2 separate regions of the Mus musculus genome follow, and region 1 is linked to region 2. A link is a contact called in public promoter capture Hi-C data. All regions are on one chromosome and are shown on one strand. The core of a region is the stretch at or near the end of the contact, and the rest is flanking DNA. Distances in the headings are between cores, read along the strand shown.

Region 1 (3,271 bases), core at 435-2,934, 340 kb after region 2:
GATTAGAAGCAGAGACATGCAATATGATTCTTGCTTTTCACTAGAGATGCCAAGTCCAGAGGATAGGTAAGACAGTGCTGGGGAGAAATTGCGCACTTTGTTTGCTTTTGGTGCTGAAGACCAGGCACAGTCCCTACTTTCAACTTACTAGATATTATTTGAATGTCCATGAGTATGTTAAAGGCTATTTATGTACTGAAGGTAGAGTCAAATTGAGTATCTTCTTTAATGCTTTGTGGGTTTGAATCAATGTGATTCTTCCTCACAAGTTAAAAAGCCAGGCATGAGCAGGGCAGTGGTGGCACAGGCCTTTAATCCCAGCACTTAGGAGGCAGAGGCAGGCTGATTTCTGAGTTCGAGGCCAGCTTGGTCTATAGAGGGAGTTTCAGGACAGCAAGGACTACACAGAGAAAACCTGTCTTGAAAAACCAAAAATAAATAAATAAAAAAAATACCAAGCATTGTGTCCCATGCCTATAATGGCAGTGCTAGAGGTGCATCCCTGCAGCTAACTGGCCAGCCAGCCTAAAATGAAAAGGCCAGCCGGCGTGGTGGCATACGCCTTTAATCCCAGCACTTGGGAGGCAGAGGCAGGTGGATTTCTGAGTTCGAGGCCAGCCTGGTCTACAGAGTGAGTTCCAGGACAGCCAGGGCTACACAGAGAAATCCTGTCTCAAAAAAAAAAAAAAAAAAAGAAAAAAGAAAAGGCCAAGGGCCTTGAGGAATGAATGATACCCAGAAATTGACACTCACTGGCACACATATGAACATGCATAAATGCAAACATTACTCCCCCACTCTCACACATGATATATGTATAAACATATCTCCCATTACTTTGAATGTTTTTAAAATTAATAAATGTGAAAAATATTATACGATATTTATATATTGGTTTGTTTGGTTGGTTTTTGTTTTTTGTTTTTTTTTCGAGACAGGGTTTCTCTGTGTAGCCCTGGCTGTCCTGGAACTCACTCTTTAGACCAGGCTGGCCGCGAACTCAGAAATCTGCCTCCGCCTCTGCCTCCTAAGTGCTGGGATTAATGGCGTGTGCCACCAATTGCCTTGAATGTGTTTTCCCTTCACTGTCTGGCACATTGTAAGCAGCTAGTAGGGACATGGTTTAGGTCAGTGAGTCCATCCATGTAAGAGGTAGCTGAGAGTCGGGAGAGTGCTCCCAATATAAGAAATTGACTCCAGAAGTTCTTCTGGGAGGACTCGGGTTTCCTCTAGGCTAAAGAATGCAGTCCACTCCAAGGTACTGGGGGTCGGGGGTGGGGTGGGGTGGGGTGTTTTTTATAGCAAGCTGCAGAACCTCATTCAAATCCTGGTCTGCAGGAACTCCACCTCTCCTTTAGGAGGCGCTGCAGCCCGCGGCCGCACCAAAACGTTCTTCTGAGGCATCATGGAACTTGTAGTCTTTGTGTTCTTATACCCAGAGCGCTTGCGCTCACCAGGCACGCGCCCGGTACCATCAGGATTCCGGATCCTTGTGAAGGGTAGCCCATGCCATAACGTTCCATTCGAATACATTTTTACCTTTCGCTTAGGACGAGCTTCATCTGGAAAATAATCGACTCTGAACAGGATATCGCGGTGTCCAGGAAAGCCGCCGGAATAAGCCCGCCCCATCCCGGAAGTGAGAGGCTTCTGGCGCAGTGCATTGTGGGGGGCGTAGTCCTCCTTTCCAGGCGGTCCTTCGCGGCGTCCCCCGGGCCGACTCCGAAGCGCAGGCGGACGGCCGGGTGGGTAGCGCGGCGCGGGCGGTCCGCAACCATATTCTGGGCACGGGGCCTCGGCCCGGGACGACTGCGCCGGGCGGCAATAGTGAGAGGCCTCTGAGAGCCTCGCGCGGCGCCGCCCGTCGAGGAGCTGAGACAGGGGCCAGACCCGGCCGTCGAAGAGCTCGAGAGGCCGGTGGGCCGGGCCGCGCGTCGCAGCCATGCCTGGCTTTACGTGCTGCGTTCCGGGCTGCTACAACAATTCACACCGGGACAAGGCGCTGCACTTCTACACGTTTCCCAAGGACGCTGAGTTGCGGCGCCTCTGGCTCAAGAACGTGTCCCGTGCTGGCGTCAGTGGGTGCTTCTCCACCTTCCAACCCACCACCGGCCACCGTCTCTGCAGCGTCCACTTTCAGGGCGGCCGCAAGACCTACACGGTGCGCGTTCCCACCATTTTCCCGCTGCGTGGCGTCAATGAGCGCAAAGTAGCTCGGAGACCTGCGGGAGCTGCGGCAGCCCGCCGTAGGCAGCAGCAGCAGCAACAACAACAGCAGCAGCAGCAACAGCAGCAGCTGCAACAGCAGCAGCCGTCTCCGTCCTCCTCCACTGCCCAGACCACCCAGTTGCAGCCGAACCTGGTGTCTGCCTCTGCAGCTGTGCTTCTTACGCTTCAGGCCGCCGTAGACAGCAACCAGGCTCCGGGATCCGTGGTTCCCGTGTCCACGACTCCCTCGGGAGATGATGTGAAGCCCATCGACCTCACAGTGCAAGTCGAGTTTGCAGCTGCTGAAGGGGCAGCCGCCGCTGCCGCCGCCTCAGAGCTAGAGGCTGCTACGGCTGGGCTGGAGGCCGCTGAGTGCACTCTGGGCCCTCAGCTGGTGGTGGTAGGGGAAGAGGGCTTCCCTGACACTGGCTCTGACCACTCGTACTCCTTGTCCTCGGGTACCACGGAGGAGGAGCTCCTGCGCAAGCTGAACGAGCAGCGGGACATCTTGGCCCTGATGGAAGTGAAGATGAAGGAGATGAAGGGTAGCATCCGCCATCTGCGTCTCACCGAGGCCAAGCTCCGTGAAGAACTTCGAGAGAAGGATCGTCTGCTTGCCATGGCTGTCATCCGTAAGAAGCACGGCATGTGAATGGTTCCCCCCAGAAACCTGCAGAATTCGTGACTCCTTCCAGCCCAAGGAATCCTCAGGCAAATGTTGTACTCCCCAGTATTCCTGTTGACAGTGCCGAGGTTTAGGACAGCGGGACTCCAGTTGGTCAGTTGGCACCTTCTTTCGTCTCCTCGTGAAGTAAGAGTTGGGGACTTCAGAATCTGGTGACACCAGCAGTTATGACTTTGTCTCTCACTCCCCAGTTTATGTTGCAGATTCTGGTTATACACAGGCTTCAGAACCACTGAACTTGGAACTTACCCTGGAGGGGGTGCAGATGGAACTCTTAAGGGACTGTGGGTTTGAGGAAACCACTTCTTCAGGTTGGCCAGCAATCAGAGACAGCTTTGCTGTGTGTAGTGATAAGAGATCTCAGTAACATCGTTTCTC
Region 2 (3,331 bases), core at 767-3,266:
ACAATTCCCTCCACCCATCTACTCTCAGCCAGTCTCCCTCTCTCCCTGTCCTGGGTTTCCCCAGGTACTTCATGGGACTAGGGTAGAGCCCTGCTTCCCATTCTCCCCACCTTGCTCTCTTGTGTCTATTTCTTGCTCTGAGAACTGGTGTGTGTGTGTGGCGGGGGAAGCTTGACTATTCCCCCTAGGACTCTGCTTTCTCTCTCTCTCTCTCTCTCTCTCTCTCTCTCTCTTTTTCCTACCTTAGGGAAAGTACTTAAAGTGGCTGAGGCTGGAAAAACTGTAGCTGGATTCTAAGGAGGATAACTTAGTTAAAGCAAGGCATGTCATTCATTTCTTGACCTGGACAATTGACTCAGAACAACCGGAGTCAGTGGGTTTAGAAAAGGATTGTTTCTCTGAGTTCCTAGAAGCAAGAAGAGGAGACAGAAGCTATAGGAAGCACACGTAGCACATACACACTTATGTGCAAGCACACATAAGGTCATACATGACACAGGGCATAGAACCCCATAGACACAGATATAAAAGAACTCAAAGCCACACACCCAAGGTCAGGGACACACAGCTTACTCAGGCAAGTCCTGACACCCAGGCCAGGGTTCCACCATTGTCCATATTTATAGACAGAGGATGGGTGGATGGAAACACACGAGTGACTCTGAGTGGGGACAGAGGAGTGACTCTGAGTGGGGAACAGGGGTCTTCATGCAGAGTTCTTCCTCTCAAGAGAGTCTGGACACCAGCTCCTTCCCGAAGAGTTCACTGGCTCTTCAGGAACCCACACCCGGATGGAAGGGAGGGCTTTGAGTGTTTACATGAAACACTGGACCGGATTCTGGATACAGGGAAGAGAATGAACCGCAGGACAGAGAGCTGTGATAAGGAATCTATGACCCTCTCAGGACCTAGAAAGGATAGAGATGAGGAATGGGGAGGTGTGTGTGTCAAGGGGGGAAGGTCTGGGGGTTCACAGACGTAGGGATCTCCACAGCTCGGCTTTGCTCCTCGCTCTGCACTTAACCCCCAGTGCCTGCCAGAGCCCTGGCATGCATGTTAGGCACAGGTTGCCAGACACGGGGGTGGCGCAGGGTGCCAGGCCACACACAAACAAGGACCTTCATACACACAGGGAGGGAAATGCACCCACACACTACTTAATTCATCCCCTGGGGACTCAGTGTAGCAGATCAGGGACCACCCTGTCCTGACCCTTCTCCCAGGTCTTCCCATTAACTGGTTCCTGGGGAGGGGGTAGATGAAGCTAAAGAAAAAAGGAGACCTTGATGCCTTCATTGACCTTTCCATCTCTGTCTTTCTCTGTGTGTTTCTGTCTCTCTGTATGTATGTCTCTCTCCTCCTCCTCCTTCCTCTCCCTCCATCCCCAGTTCTAGACTATGGAAGAAAATGAAGTGAAACAGAACCCCCCTTCTCTCCTAGCTGTGGCTGAGAACTACCCAGGTGAGAGTGCACATTTGGGCGTGTGTACCAGGGACCTAAGGCCATGCCTGGCACTGCATGCGGGGGCGGGTGTGGCTGGCAGCAGACTCTGGCTGCTTCCATGCAGTGTTCTGGAAGTCATGGCAGTCACAGCCACAGCAATGTGGAATACTTGAATGAAAGTTGGTGGTGGTGGTGCTGATGTTGGTGGTATGTGTGTGTTAAGTATCCCTGAGGAAGCGTGAGCAGGATGTGCACTCCTGAGCTCGGAGGCTCAGAGTCCTTGGCATGCCAATAGGCGCACAGGAGTGAATGAGATGTAAGGCACAGGGTTGGGCAGACTGGCCCTTTCCCGGGCGAAGCTGGCGACTGACGGCTCCGCCTCATGCAACTTGGGGACTTTGTTCCGGCTTCTTCGAAAACGGATCTAGACAGGGGGGCTGGGCGGGGGGGCACCTGCCTGGCGTGGGGTGCTAAGATAGAAGTGGAGGAAAGCCCCACCCTAGCCCCGCCTTCGCACCGCCCCAACCCCGCCCCCAGGGCGCTTTATAAGCTGGGTCCGAGGACCCCGCAAAGAAAGCGAGTATCCCTCCCACCCCAGGCCGGTGTTCCTCTGCATTCCGTGTCCTAGCCTCGAGTCCCTCTCGGCGCTCCCCAACCAGGCCCCCGCCCCGCCCCAGCCCGGCCCCGAAGTCATGGAGCGCTGGCCTTGGCCGTCGGGCGGCGCCTGGCTGCTGGTGGCTGCCCGCGCGCTGCTGCAGCTGCTGCGCTCAGACCTGCGTCTGGGCCGCCCGTTGTTGGCGGCACTGGCCCTGCTGGCTGCTCTCGACTGGCTGTGCCAGCGCCTGCTGCCCCCGCCGGCGGCACTCGTGGTGCTGGCTGGTGCTGGCTGGATCGCGTTGTCCCGCCTAGCGCGCCCTCCTCGCCTGCCGGTGGCCACTCGCGCGGTGCTCATCACCGGTGAGTGTGCAGAGCGCAGGGACTCCAGGCTGGAGGGCGGGACCGCACACCTAGAGGGTTTCCCTTGGGCGCCATCAAGGGGAACTCCGCAGCTCAGACGTAAGAGTCCTTCTCTAAACGCAAGAAAGTGAGCCAAGTAGGAAGCTCCGGGCACCTCACCAAGTCTGGGTTAACTACCTGCGACCGCGAGGATTATTGGTGAGAAAGTAGAGAGTGGGCAGGTGCTCAAAGGAAACTAGTGACTGAAAGAGGAGAAACTTAGTTTATGCTGAGCTCCTTAAGAGATCAGGTGTGGAGCAGAAGACAGTACTTTAGGGGACTTCAGAAGACCCGAGACGGGGATAATGCCATCTCTTGAACTCTGCCTGACATCCCCCACATCACTAGAACACAGTATCTGCTATTCTCTGGGGGCAGAGTGCTTAGATGGTGAGTTCTGCTCCCCGACCTCCTCTGGCTGGAATCCTTGGAGTTCAGAACCGCCTGAGTTCACAGCAGCTGGAGAGTAGCTGCTTCTTAGATCCAGCTACCCACTGCCAAAACTGCAGCCGCCTGCAGTCTACACCTAACACCTCATCCTGCCCAGCCCTGGGTGCCCAGGAAAGGGTCCTCAGAGAGCTGGACTCAGGTGTCTCTAGTGCCTGCCTGTGCTTTCTTTGTCTGGAGCAGGGAATAAATCTGTCATCAGGAGGGAAGGGGAGGGGAGGGGGGCTGCAGACCCAGCAGGAAATGGGGAGGGGGAGGAAGGCCAGGGGGCATTGGTCCATTGCATGGGGGGAGGGGCAGCTGTTTCTCCCCCAACCACCATGGCTTCTTGGAGGTCTTGGTCCTTTATGGGTGGTCTGCATGATAGGATAGGGCCGGGAGACTTTAGGAGGAAATCCTTGAACTGGACCTTGGAGGGAGTTGGGTAGTGACAGGTGGAATCTGA

What was found. Promoter capture Hi-C pulls out the DNA fragments that hold promoters and counts their contacts.
Region 1: a contact with region 2 is called in a promoter capture Hi-C map of embryonic stem cells. The contact joins the promoter of Thap11 here to the promoter of Hsd11b2 in region 2. A contact is called at or near these places in 9 of 39 promoter capture datasets (the C10 cell line, cranial neural crest, embryonic stem cells and 6 more), 4 of 115 datasets of contacts at active chromatin or transcription factors (embryonic limb bud, embryonic stem cells, large pre-B cells and 1 more) and 3 of 9 other capture datasets (adipose tissue, liver and pancreatic islet).

Annotation. Positions count from the first base shown.
Region 1 is chr8:105,853,419-105,856,689 of GRCm38.p6, forward strand. Thap11 (THAP domain containing 11) reads left to right here and starts at 1,685. Exons shown (of 1, transcript NM_021513.2): 1 at 1,685-3,271. The coding sequence starts at 1,943. The coding sequence ends at 2,860. It also overlaps a transcript of Cenpt not described here.
Region 2 is chr8:105,516,730-105,520,060 of GRCm38.p6, forward strand. It overlaps Hsd11b2 (hydroxysteroid 11-beta dehydrogenase 2), which reads left to right and starts at 2,017. Exons shown (of 5, transcript NM_008289.2): 1 at 2,017-2,400. The coding sequence starts at 2,136.